Regions from separate parts of the Mus musculus genome. Here all the other regions are linked to region 1. A link is a contact called in public Hi-C and promoter capture Hi-C data. All regions are on one chromosome and are shown on one strand. The core of a region is the stretch at or near the end of the contact, and the rest is flanking DNA. Distances in the headings are between cores, read along the strand shown.

Region 1 (2,788 bases), core at 206-2,705:
TGTACTGCTGTGTACTCAAGTTCTCTGAAGGATCCGCATCTGTATAAAGACCTTGCAGCGAGCTTAGCCTGTGCTGAGTAAAACATCATGGAAGACAGAACATTATAAACAAGAACCAAAAATCAATCCTGCACTTCCCCTTTCCCTTTCAGTCAAAGCTGACCATCCACATGTGTATCTGGCTAAACATCTGTAACATAGCCTCCACCATACAGCTAATGAGAAAAAGACAACATCTAAATGCTGGAGAGTCTCCTGCCTCATTATAGTCTTCCTGATGAGCCTACCACTGAATAAACACAGACTTAGGGCTTTCTTTTCATTTTATCATTATTGTACATGTGTGTGCATGATTACACTTGTGGATGGTAATACTGTCTGGTGTCTGGCAAACTACTGGACCAGAATAAGTACAGAACAGATCTTAAGCCCCTTTGTAACATGTACTTGGTGGTGGAGGACTGAGAAACAGCCATCTTCTTAAGCAGACCTTAAGGAGGGAGTATTTAGGAAAGGCTGGATATTGGATGCTCCAGTAAATATGCTGTCTACAGAAGCACTGAATCTGCAATGAGAGGCTCACTCTGAGAACACAGGATCCTTCCTCATCTTGCATTACTTTGACTGATTTGCTACCAAATACCAAATACAAAAAAAACACAAAAAACAAAAAACAAAAAAAAAAACCTTCATGTAGTGGCCAACATACAACCGTTCCTCACTTATTTAAAGCAGAAATATACCTCTTATTTTGTATCTCTCAGTCTCTGATGAGAATAGCACCACTTGTTCCAACACACAAGCAGAATCTCACACAAACTCTTCCATTCTGGACAATCACCACATTGTTACTGCTCCGCGCTCCCCCCACCCCTCCCCTGCCCACCCCTGCGCCCAAGAGAGCTTTCTAAATTGCAAGTTTCGAAGAATCACCTTCCCCTTGGAGAAGGCCTCAACGTTCATCTGTTCCCAGGACCACCATCCTTCAGGACCTCTTCCCAAGAGAAGAAAGGGTTGATTACTTACAGTTTCCGCTCGCGCTTTGCTTCATTCGCTTTCCTCGCCCCGTGTTTCCTCCAGCTCAGAAAAAGAAAAGGGGGGGAAATGAAATCAAAACCAGCGTCGTTTGGTGCCCCCAGAAACAGGTGAACTGAATCAGCAAGCAACCTGGCTGGAGGGACGTTTGCCGAGTGCTGATGTGCATGCAATCCTGCAGGCAAAGTCTTGAGGCCCGCGCTGCTACCCACCTGCCTGAGATTCTCGTGCAGAGATGAAAGGTCTCTGAGGACAGCACGTCCCGCCATCAGAGTAGAGATGGTGACAGAAGGCGGGGCAGGGGCTGGTCCCTACGGCGGCTCCCAAAGCAACTACGCCTACCTGAGAAGCTCACCGCCCACGGCCGGCACTGCCTCCGCAAAATCAGTCTCTTGGGCGAAAAAACAACCCCCGAGGCTCCGCCTGCTCCTCGTGCTCCTTACGTAAGAGATCCTCCAACCAATGGACGGTCAGGGGGCGGAGCGAGAACAGCCCCAGGTGACAGAATCTGGAGTCCTCCCGCCGGCGCGAGGAAGTCTTGCAGTTGCTGGGCCAATCAGCAGCGTGGGTGGGAAGAGGGGCGGGGGTAAAAGAGGAGAAAGCAGAAGGCCAATCAGATCAAAGGCTTCTGGAGTGACAGGCTCTGAGGCCTGTGGTATTCCGAGTGAGGCGCCCGGAGGGCGCGCCCGCCCGGGCCAATCGCCGGCAGCTCACAGTGCGGAGCGAGCGCCTCAAAAGCTCGGGTTTCTCAGCTGATTGTCTCCAGCCGAGAGTTGTTTGCTGCTGCTGCGGAGCCGAGCCGCGGCCCGAGGAACCGAGCCCCCCGGGGGGAAGGGGAGGCGGGCCCGAGGGCAGCCGCGGCCATCGCGCGGGGCTGCGACTCCTGTCACGGCGCTGCCCGGGGCCGCAGGCTGGGGCGGGCGGGAGGTCCGGGGGGCGCTCGGGCCGCTTCCTTCCCGCGCTCCCTCCCCGCTGCTCGCGTCCCCTCATGAGGGTATCAGTGTCCGGGCCGGCGGCCGCCGCGGTCCCCACGGCCGGCCGCGAACCCTCGACGTCCGGCGGGGGCGCCGTCGCGGCCTCGGGCGCCGCGGTTCCCGGTTCGGTGCAGCTGGCGCTGAGCGTGCTGCACGCGCTGCTCTACGCCGCGCTCTTCGCCTTTGCCTACCTGCAGCTGTGGCGGCTGCTCCTGTACCGCGAGCGGCGGCTCAGTTACCAGAGCCTCTGCCTCTTCCTGTGTCTCGCGTGGGCAGCGCTCAGGACCACGCTCTTCTCGGCCGCCTTCTCCCTCAGCGGCTCTCTGCCCCTGCTGCGGCCACCCTCTCGCCTGCACTTCTTCCCGCACTGGCTGCTCTACTGCTTCCCCTCCTGCCTACAGTTCTCCACGCTCTGTCTCCTCAACCTCTACCTGGCAGAGGTAAGGCGGGAGGACCGGCGAGCGGGGGAGCGGGGCCGCCGGGATCCACTCCTGCCGAGACGGAAGGGGTCGGGGCTGGGGGAGGTGGCCGGAGGGCAGTCTGGGGACACTGAGACACTCCTGTCTTTCCCTCTCCCTCAACTTAAGCCGCTGATGGACTCGGTGCCTGAGGGGGTTGGAGAAGTGTGAGAGAGAGAGTATGCGTGCCCCGACAACTTAAGGCAGTGGGACACCCTTTGTTCAATGTCCCAGACCTCCACGTAAGGCGTTGGTGGCGACCACAGAGAAGCATCGTAAGAAGTAGCAGCTCCGGTAGCTCTGTCGAGGCTGGACCGGGTT
Region 2 (2,788 bases), core at 139-2,638, 7.0 Mb after region 1:
TGCCCACTTCCTGCCCTAAGAAATTGATTACAACTTGTGGAACCTGCAGGGTGACCATAAAAAGATATTTTTAGGCAGAAGACACTCTGTAATCAAAAAGACAATATCCCAGCAGGGGCCAGAGGTGCACGCCTTTAATCCAGGCAGAGGCAGGAAGATCTCAGTGAGTTAGAGGCCAACCTGGTCTACAAATGGAAAGCCAGATATCCTTTCAAAAGAAACAACAGCAACAACATAAGGGAAACATTCAAATTGCAAATCCATGTCCTAGAATCTGATGTGCCCCCCCAAAACGACCTCAGTTGGCACTAAGCCAGTCTCTGAGTTAACAAACTCAGAACAGAGATTCTGTGGACATCGATGTGATGGCAGAATGCAGCAAAATCGCTAAAGCAAGGTCCTCACTCGTGTCTGAGATGTCTCACTGTGTCTATCTTTTGAAAGAAAATTACGTAGCGTTTAAAATCCGACTTCTGGCTCACTTTGCTCACTCACTGCGAAGACTGGTTCACTACATACCTCCTCTGGGAAGCCTTTAACGACGTCAGGACTGCCCCTTAAAGAGGCGCTGCTGCGTATGCACAGCTGCAGCAATGGCAAGCCGACTAGAAACAGGTAAATTAAGACACAAAAAAACCAAAACAAATTTTAAATAATATTCGCCAAGAGGCAGTCCTCCTCTAGTGAAGAGTTTACATAATGTGTCAGAAAACCAAAGAGCTCTGCAGACCTGTCAAGGAAGACACAAGACTTGTGCTGTTCGTTTCCTCGTCACCTCTACTTTGCAACAGCCCCGCAGAAATTGGGAACATAATAAATCCGAACACGTTCACCTCAGGCTTCCCTACCCACATTTACTAAAAACATTAAAGATAAGAGAGGAGAGGGAAAAAGAATCCAGCCAAAACAAACTAAAACCCTGGCCTCGCACTTCTGACTCCAACGTATGGAGTAACCTAACCGAGCAGGGGAGTTTTTCTTCTTGGGAAAGGAGGAAGAAGAAAAAGGCAACTGTCTCGAATGTGCGCCTCGCCCAGCAGTGCCATGACAAGCTCCAAAACTCCACGCTGGCCCTAGCAGCTCCCTCGCGGCCCGTCCCAGCACGGCCCCGCGGCCCGTCCGGTCCCCAGCGCCTGCCTCTCACAAAGGAGAGTGGTTCAGCCCCGAGCATCCCGCACCTGATCACCGCTCGGCGCTGCACCCGCATGGGTGCGAGCGAGCGAGCAAGCGAGGACGTTGTTACCCCACCCACTACCCGCCCAGGCTCCGACGAGGCTTGGTGGAGCCGCGCGTGCCGCAGGCTTACCTGAGCCAGTCCTGCGGCTTCCTTCCCTGGGCAAGAGTTGCAACCCACCGTCCGGGAGAACAAGGCGCCTTCCGGCGGAGCACGGCCAGCCCTCGCCGCAAGCAAGCTTGCTAGTCCTCCATGCGCCTGGGCCCGCCCACCGCCCTCCATCTACCAATGGCGTGGCCGGAGCCGGGCGCCATCCAGGAAGTCTCCGAAGGCTGGGAGGGCCTGAGGCTGGGAAGGGTACGTAGGCAACCGCAGATATGCCTGCTTGGAAATCGGAGCGGGCGGCGGGCTGGCAGGCCAGGCCTCTGACCCCCGCCGCTGGGGGCGCTGCAAACCCGGACAGCACCTGCTACCTGTCTCGGGAGGCCATCTTGGGTCGACTGGCTTGGTGATCTCCCACGATTACGTATAGGAATGTGAAGGCCTTTTTGGAGTTCTGTTGGTCCGTTTTGGTCCAGCCCCTACATGCCCTCCTCTCATGTACTCAGGATGCCTGTCAGTCATGGGGAGGAACTCTGGAAAAACGTTGAACAAGACTGGAAACAAGCCCCACCACCTCTTAAACGTAGGAATGATGCTGGTTTATCAAAGAAGCCAACGATCAGTTTTTCTGAATGCCACTTCTAGGGTGATCCTTGACAAGCAGGATTATCAACACATAATCGACACGGGTTTTATAGCCATTCTACTTGCTTATCTATGCACGTTTCAGATTTTCCAGTATTAGAGTTTTGTTTGTTTTTTTGAGACAGGGTCTCAATATATCAGGCTGGCGTTAAACACAGAGATATGGTATTTGAGGCATGAGCTACCACGCCCTAGACCAGTGTTCCGATTTTAGCAACCCAAAATTCTGAGTCATTTAGTAATATCGGGAGTGAGGAATTTCACTTAAAAAGCAAAGGACCTTAAATTTACCAATAGTTCCAATTACTACGCACGAATACACACTGGGAAACAAGACTTATCAGAGGTACACTGACGGAGTCATTTATTCTGGAAAGAAGCAAAATTTCACCATAGGTCAAACTACACTGAGAAAGGTGTTCCTGCATTTTCTAAAGTTCTGCCGACTACATTTCCATACAAGAAGGGTTTTTTGGTTGTTGTTTGTTTGTTTAAATACCAGTATTAGAAAACTCGAGGAAGCCGGGCGTGGTGGTGCAGGCTTTTAATCCCAGCTCTCGAGAAGCAGAGGCAGGCGGATTTCTGATTTCGAAGCCAGCCTGGTCTACAAAGTGAGTTCCAGGACAGCCTGGGCTACACAGAGAAACCCTGTCTTGAACCAACCCCCCCCCCCCAAACAAACAAACAAACCTGAAGGAAGCTTGAGCAACACAGCAAAACCTGCAAAATTTGTTTTTAAAGAGATTTATTTATTTTTATAAACTTTGCTCTTGTCATTTTCCCTAAACAATATAATTTGTCAACTATTTGCACATCACCCGCACTGTTTTAGGTAGAATCAGAAATGATCGCAGTGTTGAGAACAAC
Region 3 (2,788 bases), core at 127-2,626, 6.7 Mb after region 1:
ACACCTTTTCCACAGCTGTCGTACATACACACTCCCTCGAGTCTCCAGAGAGTCATTGGATAAAATCAAACCTCTACTACCCACATAAGACAAACCAAGCATCTAAGAATCCAGCTCACACAGATACCCATATATGGTCCTGTAACTTTTCTAATTGGACTGAAGACTATAGAGTACTCTTCGTCCTGTCAGCTAACTTCTGCCCCCAAGAGGCTAAAGAGGAAACCACAGCTGGGTAAAGTACTGCTGCCGGGACCCAAGAATTTACAGGTCCATGAGTCTTTTTTTTTTTTTTTTTTAAAGATGTATGAGTGCTCTGCTGCATATACATCCACAGGCCAGAAGAGGGCATCAAATCCCCTTACAGATGGTTGTGAGCCACCATGTGATTGCTAGGATTTAAACTCAGAACCTCTAGAAGAGCAATCAGTGCTCTTAACCGCTGAGCCATCTCTCCAGCCCCAGGTTTTGGGGGGTTTTGTTGTTGTTGTTGTTGTTTCCCCACACACACACTGATTAACCCTTCGAACATTTAGCTTAAAATTCTCCATTTGCATTTCAAGGACCAACAATACCCAGTACGGTGCATTGTTTAAAAATGTAACTCTGACTTTCGACTCCCTAGCACTTAATTCAGCTATCACCTATTAAGTTCATGAACTTGGGTAAATTAACCACGTGAAAAATTAAGTTAGCAACAGATGTTTGTGGAAATAAGATGGCGGGAATTCGGTGTGCTACGTGGGAAGCTCTTGATAGAAAACCTGGAGCAAACTCGCAGACAACAAATGTGAAAAAAAAGTAAGCTAATTTTTATATTTATTAATTTGCAAACTGTAATAGTTATTAGCGCTCATCGTTGACTGCCTAAATCTGATTTTTGTTATGGTCTTGTCCCGTCTCACAAAGGGAAACTAGCCACGGTTCAGAATTCTACAGCACCAAATGAAAACAAAGAAAGTCCACACTTTCCTTTTCACCTGCCTACCCCACTCTCAGCCCCACTCCTGCCCCCACCCCCGCCCAGCCCTGCCCCCGCCTCTGTCCTCCCAAGTCCCACTCCCTACCACCCCCCCACGTCCCCTTCTATCTCCCCACCCCAGTGAGACTGCTTCCCCCTCCACGCCGCCCCCATCTCCCTACTCCCCCAACCCCTCTCCCTCCTACCCCACTAGCCCCCCCTAACCCGTGAGACTGATCCCTCCCCATCACAAAACACGCCCAAGCCGGGTTGGTCTCGCCCGCAGCCACGCTCAGCATTGAGACCACGCCCCTTCTGAAGGCTAAGCCCCTCCCACGAACGGCCTTCTTCGCAGAGACGTACATAAGGTACATAAGGTCGCTTATTGGCTGTTAGCAAATACTCCCTCTTCTCATTAGTTGATACCGTCCGGGTCGAAGTTCCACGGAAGATGCTCTTAGCTGCTTGGGCTGAGGGTTACAGGCATGTGTACTTCCGTTTCCGGTGTGTCCTGAAGCCATGGCCACCGCCAGGACACCGAGATTTCTGCTGCTGTTCTGCAGATCCTGCCGCAGCCTTCGAGGACCCCAGTCCCGAGTAAGTGCATCTTCCTCTGCTGGCGGAGAACTGGGTTTCCAGAGACATCTCTCGGAGGAGGAGCGACCTCGGCGATGCCTCGGGCAGCAAGCACCTGCAACCATTCTGTTTCTTTCGCTGTCTGCAGGCATACGCCGCCCTTGTGCCCGGTGTGTCCCAGGTAGACAACGGGTCGGATTTCCTGGGGAAGAAGCCCCATCGAAAGCATCCCGGCATCCTGCATCTTCCGCACGTCCAGCTGCCGCAAGCACTGGCTGACGCCGCACAGTTAATGCTTTTTGGTGAGAAACTGCGGGAAGGGGAAGCCAGATAAAACCAAACGAGGCCAGCACGCAGCGATGACCCTTTCCATCTGTGACCACAGAGAGACCCATGCGCAGTGTAGAGAAGCAGGTGCAAGCACTCACCAACTATCTCTGGAGCCGACATTTACCTGTAGAGCCGGAGGAGTTGCAAAGACGGGCTGCGTATCTTGAGAAAAAATTCCTGGAAAAACAAGGTAGGGCTTAAAACTAAAAGGCAAACCAGATTAAAATGTCAACGAGAAATTAGGATCAAAGAATAATTTAAATCTCTCAGATAAATACTGCTGTTTCTCATTTGATGCTGTAGTAACAGCCCTACTAGATGATGCCCTGCTAAGAAGGTAGGTTGGGCCAGAGGTTGCCCTTGGAGATTGGGTAAAGGTCAGAAGTTTTGGTCTTTCGGGTTTTTTTATAAAAAATTTCCCCTCCACCGCTGCAAGTCAAAGAGATTATGACTATATTTTGATTCAGGTAAGTAAAGGCCATATGGCAGGCAGTTCAGTAAACACGAAACCCCACCTCGGATAGAAAATTATTACATTTCAGATTATTTTTAAGACTATGGACTTCATATTGTAAATTTGCCTTTTATTCTTGTATTCCCTGCACGTCCCACAGTACCTGGTTCAGGGTAGTGTCTTAGTGTTCTATTGTTGAAGAGATACCATAATCACGGCAACTCTTAGAAAAGAGAGCTTTTAACTGGGGCTGGCTTACAGTTTCAGAGGTTTAGTCGGTTGTCAGCATGACAGCATGCAGGCAGGCATGGTGCTGAAGAAATAGCTGAGAGTTCTGCATCTGCATCGGGAACTGCAGGAACAGAGCGAGACTCTGGGCTTCTCATGGCCTTTTGAAACCTCAAAGCCCACCTCCTAATCCTTTCACGTAGTGCTACTCCCTGGTGACCAAGCATTCCAGCGGATGA
Region 4 (2,788 bases), core at 139-2,638, 5.9 Mb after region 1:
TTTGTAACAGATCAGGAGGGTAAGAAAAGACAGCAATGTTGGAAGTTGGTCACCTTTATTACCTAGCTGTGGTCCCTCTCCCTGTCTACCTACCAGAGAATCTCTGTCTGACTCCTAGTCTCACATGGCATACCCCATATTCCCCACATAGGCACATAATTAATAAAATAAGATATTGAAAATAGTGTGAGTTGTTATTACGACGCATAATATAGAGTTAATTCATTTTGCTTGAAAGAGAAATGTAGGCTTGTTCTCCTTGAAGCTCGTCCTGGCTCCTCTCATGATGAAGGAAAAGCTGGCAATGGAGATGTGTGGACCTGAGACTGAGTCCCCACGCTTTCAACTGGCTGTCTTCTTTCTCAAACTATCCCCAAGTAAAGACTGTTCTAACAGCTTGGCGACTACCTTCCTGAACATCTCTTTCAAAGCTTCCTTGACTTGATCGTTGCGCAAGGCATAGATAAAAGGATTCAGCAGAGGGGTCACAAATGTTGTTATCACGGTTACAGACCAGTTAGTATCCACAGAGCCGCTCTGGGATGGCCTTACGTAGAGGAAAATGGCACTTCCATAGAAGAGGGTTACCACCATCAAGTGAGAAGTACAGGTGGAGAAAGCCTTCTGCCGACCGGAAGCAGAGGGGATGCGCAGGACCGCCAGGACTATGTGGCCATAGGACGCACCAGTAATGGTGAGCGAGGACATGATGACAAGAAAGGCCAGGACAAAGTCAGCCTCCTCCAGTCTCGTGGTGTTGGTACATGCCAGGTGAAGCAAGGGTCCACTGTCACAGAAGAAGTGCTGAACCACAGCACCCTGTTTGCAGAAAGGAAGCAAGGCCACAGCCACTGTGGGGCCAAGCACAGGGAGGAGTCCCCCCATCCAGCAGGCCAAGGCCACCCGAAAGCACACGGCTCCATTCATTAGCAAGGGGTAATGCAGAGGACGGCAGATGGCCAGGTAGCGATCCACAGACATGACGGCCAACAGTAGGAACTCAGAGGCCCCCAGAAAGAAGTAAAAGTAAAACTGAGTGATACAGGCAGCAAAGGAAATGGTGTGCCGTCTCGAGAGGAAATTGCTCAGCATCTTCGGAATGATGACAGAAGTGATCAGAATCTCGAGGCAGGACAAGTTAGCCAGGAAGAAATACATGGGTGTCTGCAGGCGGTGATCCGCCCCCACCAAGACAACAATCAACGTGTTGCCTGTTAGAGTCAACAGGTAAACGAAAAGGAACACGGAGAACACTTCCGCTCCTGTGCTGTTGAGATTCGGGAAGCCTGCCAGGACAAACTCCGTAGTGCCGACACTCTGGTTCGCACGTGGAGCCATTATTATCTTTCCCAGCTGTAAAGATGAAACGACGTTCTATCACCCATCCTGAAACTCAGAGAAATTTCCCCTAAAGGGTAGCCACGTCTTAGGAAAGCGTCCGGAGTCTATATCTTCAACGATCTTGTTCTCAAATCTCGACTGATGGCTCTTCATTATGATGGGGAAAGTATCTCTGAACATCAGAGTTGGGTGAAAATACGAGAATGAGATTTTGTGAAGAAACAGAGCTCCGGCTGATTTCCTGCTTTAGAATTCTTGCTGTTTACACACACCCCGGTCTCCTACGCTCTGCTTTTCAATTACAAACTTTGGTAAGGAGCAAGAGAAATAACAGGACAAAGGATTCAAAAGTTTCCTGTGTCAACCTAACGAACTGGCAGAGAAAATCAGGACGAAAGTCAAAGCCCAGGCTTGGCTTGCCCCACGTTTGGAAGCGGATCAAGAGATGGGGTCCTTGCTTGGGTTTCAGTTACCCAGTTAAACAATTAGCTGCAGAGACCAGGGTATTTGATACACCAATTCTCCCCTTTTATGGAGAATTTTCACAATAAACCAAGAACCTAACTAAACTCAGATTGACACAAACTACTTGCATTTCTGAAGTAAGTGTAGTACACATAAAGGAGGCTGACTATAGCAAGAAGCCATATTGATCCATTCACTTACTCGGTTGCATTCAAGCTAAGTGCCCCGGCTAACATTAATATCAGCCCATGAGGCCTTTTTTCAATTTGTGACATTTTCCCTTCTGAGACAGAATCTGAAGCCTTTTCAAAAACAGGCTGTCAGAAACAGAATTGCAAATCACTGTTATAATTAATTAAACTGGAAATGAAGTAGATTCAAGCCATTCCAGTCCCACAAACTTAAAAAAAAAAAAAAAGGTTGAATTGATGGTATTGTAAAGTGCTGTCTCTAAAAGTCTCCACTAAAAGATAACAGAAAACACAAACTAAAGAAAAGAAAAAACTAAAGACTCTCAGTAGCAAAACATCAAGGTTGATTTTCAGAGCGTTGATTTTTCTCTAGCTAAATTGTTCCGAACACACCCCATTCTTGCAGTGACATTTTAGGACAACGGTCCCATTCCCAGCAGATGTTAGACTCCTGACTCTCTACTCTGGTCCCCCTTCTCACCTCTGGATCTCAGATGCGGGAGTGGGAAGCACGTGCCCCTTTCGTCTAGGATACAGGAGCTTTGTGGTTATCCGCCTTAGGGGCTCATCGCTGGCACTTCTCCCTCCAGCATCTACAGAAATCGCACTGCGCAGGTCAGGACTACAGTTTTACCTCTGCTCTCACCATGTGCCGCATTCTGTATTTAGCGATTCAAAGACAGGCCATGTTGCTGGATCACTGTCCAATGCCTAACATGACAGAAAAATTAGGGCTTGTGACCAGTAGCGAAGAAATGCTACTGATATGTACAGAATGCTAGGAAGAACGT
Region 5 (2,788 bases), core at 194-2,693, 5.7 Mb after region 1:
AGACATTCAAGGTGCTACTACACAGGCCTTCCTGCCTCCACTTCTCAGGTGCTGGGATTGAACACAGGCATGCACCACCTTGCCCAGCTCTAGATTTTTGTTTGTTTTTTTGTTTGTTTGTTTCCCTATTGCTTTACAACTTTCCTTACATATGGCCTTCTCTTCTTAGGTCTCTTACCAGTAGGGCCGAGGGCAGGCAATCCGCTGAGAAGTCACTTTGCAGATAAGGAGACAATTACAGGGGCATCGGACATACTTCTTTCCTGGAGGTGCATTCTTGATGGGCTAGAGAACAATGAATAAAGGAACAATGGGCATTTCAGCAGAGAAGCCCATTATCCCAGTCCTCTGCAAGGACATTACTGAGAAAGAGAATCAGACATTTGAGATATACAAATGTTGCCAGCAGAGTAGAGTGTGCCTGTGAGACTGGGGCAGGAAGATTGCAGAGTCTGATGGGAACCCGGGTCATTGTGAGATCGTCTCAGAAAAGCAGAGAACCCCAAAATACAAAAATCAAAAGCAACTGCAACAACTGCCAGTGAGAACTACACTTCAGGTCCAGGAAAGATCAAAAAGTGAGAGCTTGGTGAACGTTATTTTTAGTGAGTGGCTTCTAAAGAAATGGCTGCTGCAAGATGCAGGAACTGAAAGTTTCATGAACAGGGTGTTGAACCAGAAAGAGGATCCAGGAAACAAGGCCCATTCTGCAGATAGTTATAACTCACAGTGGCTTCGTTGCAGACACCACATTTGACTACATGCTGATGCATCTTGCCTTCCACGTTGATCGGAGACTGACAGACGCGACAGGTAATCATGGGGGCACTCCCACTATCCGGGCTAGTCAAGGGTGAGTAGGGGGGTGGGTCCTCTCCAGGCAACACGGCTGGATGTCCCTCAGGGAACGGGGGAAATGCTACGAAGAGGAAGCAGATAAACCCAAAATCATCATTCGAACACTTCCCACGGATGCTCCACGGACGTGGGGAACCCTCTGAGTAAGCTCGATCCGCTGCTCACAAAAAAAGCGCTCAGATCAGTTTCCTCAAAACCCGCTTTCAGGCCAGGCTTAGGCAGTGATTGCGGACCGAGGATGCCTCGCCCCGTGACAGGTGCCACGGGGCCACACCTGGCGCGGAAGCAGGCTCCGCCCCCTGACCCGATCCGCCCCTAGGCCTGCGTGCACCTCAGACCTCCGGCTTACCCTGGGGCGGGGCATGTTTACCGGCTCCGTACGGAGGTGCGGAGGGCGTCAGGCCTCCACCGGGCCCGGTCGCGCTCCCGCCCGGGCCCGCTAAGCCGTTGCCACCAGCGCCGCCATCGCCGGCCTCGGAGAGCAGCGGGGAGCGCTCTCCGTCTGCCGCCATGGCGACTCCCGCTCGGTCAGCGACCAGCTCCCGCCGCCGCTGCCACCGCCGCCGCCGCCGTCGCTACCGGGTCCCTAAGGCGCCTGCGCGCCGCGTTCGCCCGCAGCCAGTGCCGCCCCGCTCACGTGACAGGCTGGCCCCGCCCCTCTGCGCTGTCATTCGTGGACCTGAAACAGTTCCCGGTTTGTAAGGGAGCGTCCCTTCTCCATTGGAGAGAGACGTGTCACGTCACTGTCACATGGTCTTCCCGTAGCTGCTGAGTCCGTAAACACTGCACGTGACTCGAAGTTGTGCGAGCGATTGGAAGTGGGGCGGTCGCGCTACCTCCGGCCCAGGTGGGCGGCTGCCCCGCACGCGTCACGTGCGCAGCCTGTCGCGTGAGTCGCTCCTCATTGGGCCCAAGTCTCCCGTGGGACGTAACCCTATTGGCCCAAATTTAGCGCCAGAACGTGAGGGCGGCTGCCTTCTGGCTGGCAGGGCTGGTATCCTGGGCCGCGGGAACCGCCCTAAAACCTGGACAAGAATCGAAAAGCCACCGGGAGCTTGAGGGCTTAGCACGCTTGTCTGACTTGGCACAAGGCCCCCGAGTAGTGGTGATGTGGTTGCGTATGCCTGTAAATGCAACACTTGGGGAGATGAGTTAGGAAAGGGAATTCCAGGGTAGCGGAGAGAAACACTGAACTACACAAGGAGGATCAGAATACAAGAGGGCGGGGCACTGGGAAGATGCGTTAGCGGTTAAGGGAACTTTCTGCTCTTTCAAAGGAGCCTAGTTTGAGTCCTAGGGCCGATGCTACCTGTAACTCTACCTCCTGGAGATTGTGCACCCGGCAGCTACATACACGTGGCTTAAGTGCGTGGGCACACACACATATATATAAAATAAAAACGTCCAAAGTTAAAAAAACAGAAGGTCACAGTGTAGGGCTGTAATCCCAGACTATGGAAGATGGAGACAGGAGGATCAGACATTCGGGTTTGGCTAAGAGTTTGAGACCAGCCTGAGCTATATGAAGACTGTCTAAAAGCCTAGTGCGCATGCTGAGTCTGAGGCTGGCTAAAGCAAGAGGATCATGAGTTTGAGTCCGATTTGACTCACAAACGGAAATGAGAGACTGTTCCTGTAGGATGGTTATGGTGATGCTATCTGGTGAACTTAATGGTAACCATGCTGGAAGCCCTAGGTTCCCTTTCAGCGCCTAAAAAAGATAATAATAATAATTTTTTTTTAATTCTGAAAATGTGCTGTACTACCACTGCTACATCCACAGTCTTTAGTTTTGAGACAAGATCCTGGCTTGGAATTTGGTGATTCTTCGCAAACCTCCCGGGTAATTGAGAATACAGGCATTTGCCTCTAAGCATAGCTGTAAAATTATAATTAATTCTACAAGTGTCTCTACAAGGGTTAAGGTTGG

Evidence for each region. Promoter capture Hi-C pulls out the DNA fragments that hold promoters and counts their contacts. Hi-C and Micro-C count contacts between places; a contact is called where the count stands out from the background.
Region 2: a contact with region 1 is called in a Hi-C map of B cells, with 5 read pairs. The contact joins the promoter of Chd8 here to the promoter of Txndc16 in region 1. A contact is called at or near these places in 1 of 39 promoter capture datasets (pre-B cells) and 1 of 484 Hi-C or Micro-C datasets (B cells).
Region 3: a promoter capture Hi-C map of pre-B cells shows a contact between it and region 1. The contact joins the promoter of Mettl17 here to the promoter of Txndc16 in region 1. A contact is called at or near these places in 3 of 39 promoter capture datasets (frontonasal cranial neural crest, pre-B cells and second pharyngeal arch cranial neural crest).
Region 4: a contact with region 1 is called in a promoter capture Hi-C map of pre-B cells. The contact joins the promoter of Olfr750 here to the promoter of Txndc16 in region 1. A contact is called at or near these places in 2 of 39 promoter capture datasets (cranial neural crest and pre-B cells).
Region 5: a Hi-C map of B cells shows a contact between it and region 1, with 6 read pairs. The contact joins the promoter of Pip4p1 here to the promoter of Txndc16 in region 1.

What each region holds. Positions count from the first base shown.
Region 1 is chr14:45,217,970-45,220,757 of GRCm38.p6, forward strand. Txndc16 (thioredoxin domain containing 16) reads right to left here and starts at 1,456. Exons shown (of 21, transcript NM_001310534.1): 1 at 1,248-1,456; 2 at 1,027-1,080. It overlaps Gpr137c (G protein-coupled receptor 137C), which reads left to right and starts at 1,748. Exons shown (of 7, transcript NM_027518.2): 1 at 1,748-2,449. The coding sequence starts at 2,024.
Region 2 is chr14:52,256,372-52,259,159 of GRCm38.p6, forward strand. It overlaps Chd8 (chromodomain helicase DNA binding protein 8), which reads right to left and starts at 1,389. Exons shown (of 38, transcript NM_201637.3): 1 at 1,307-1,389.
Region 3 is chr14:51,883,466-51,886,253 of GRCm38.p6, forward strand. It overlaps Mettl17 (methyltransferase like 17), which reads left to right and starts at 1,377. Exons shown (of 14, transcript NM_001029990.1): 1 at 1,377-1,558; 2 at 1,686-1,839; 3 at 1,923-2,057. The coding sequence starts at 1,481.
Region 4 is chr14:51,070,054-51,072,841 of GRCm38.p6, forward strand. It overlaps Olfr750 (olfactory receptor 750), which reads right to left and starts at 1,389. Exons shown (of 1, transcript NM_207558.2): 1 at 258-1,389. The coding sequence starts at 1,338. The coding sequence ends at 343.
Region 5 is chr14:50,929,406-50,932,193 of GRCm38.p6, forward strand. It overlaps Pip4p1 (phosphatidylinositol-4,5-bisphosphate 4-phosphatase 1), which reads right to left and starts at 1,444. Exons shown (of 7, transcript NM_001033271.5): 1 at 1,208-1,444; 2 at 729-919; 3 at 179-285. The coding sequence starts at 1,370.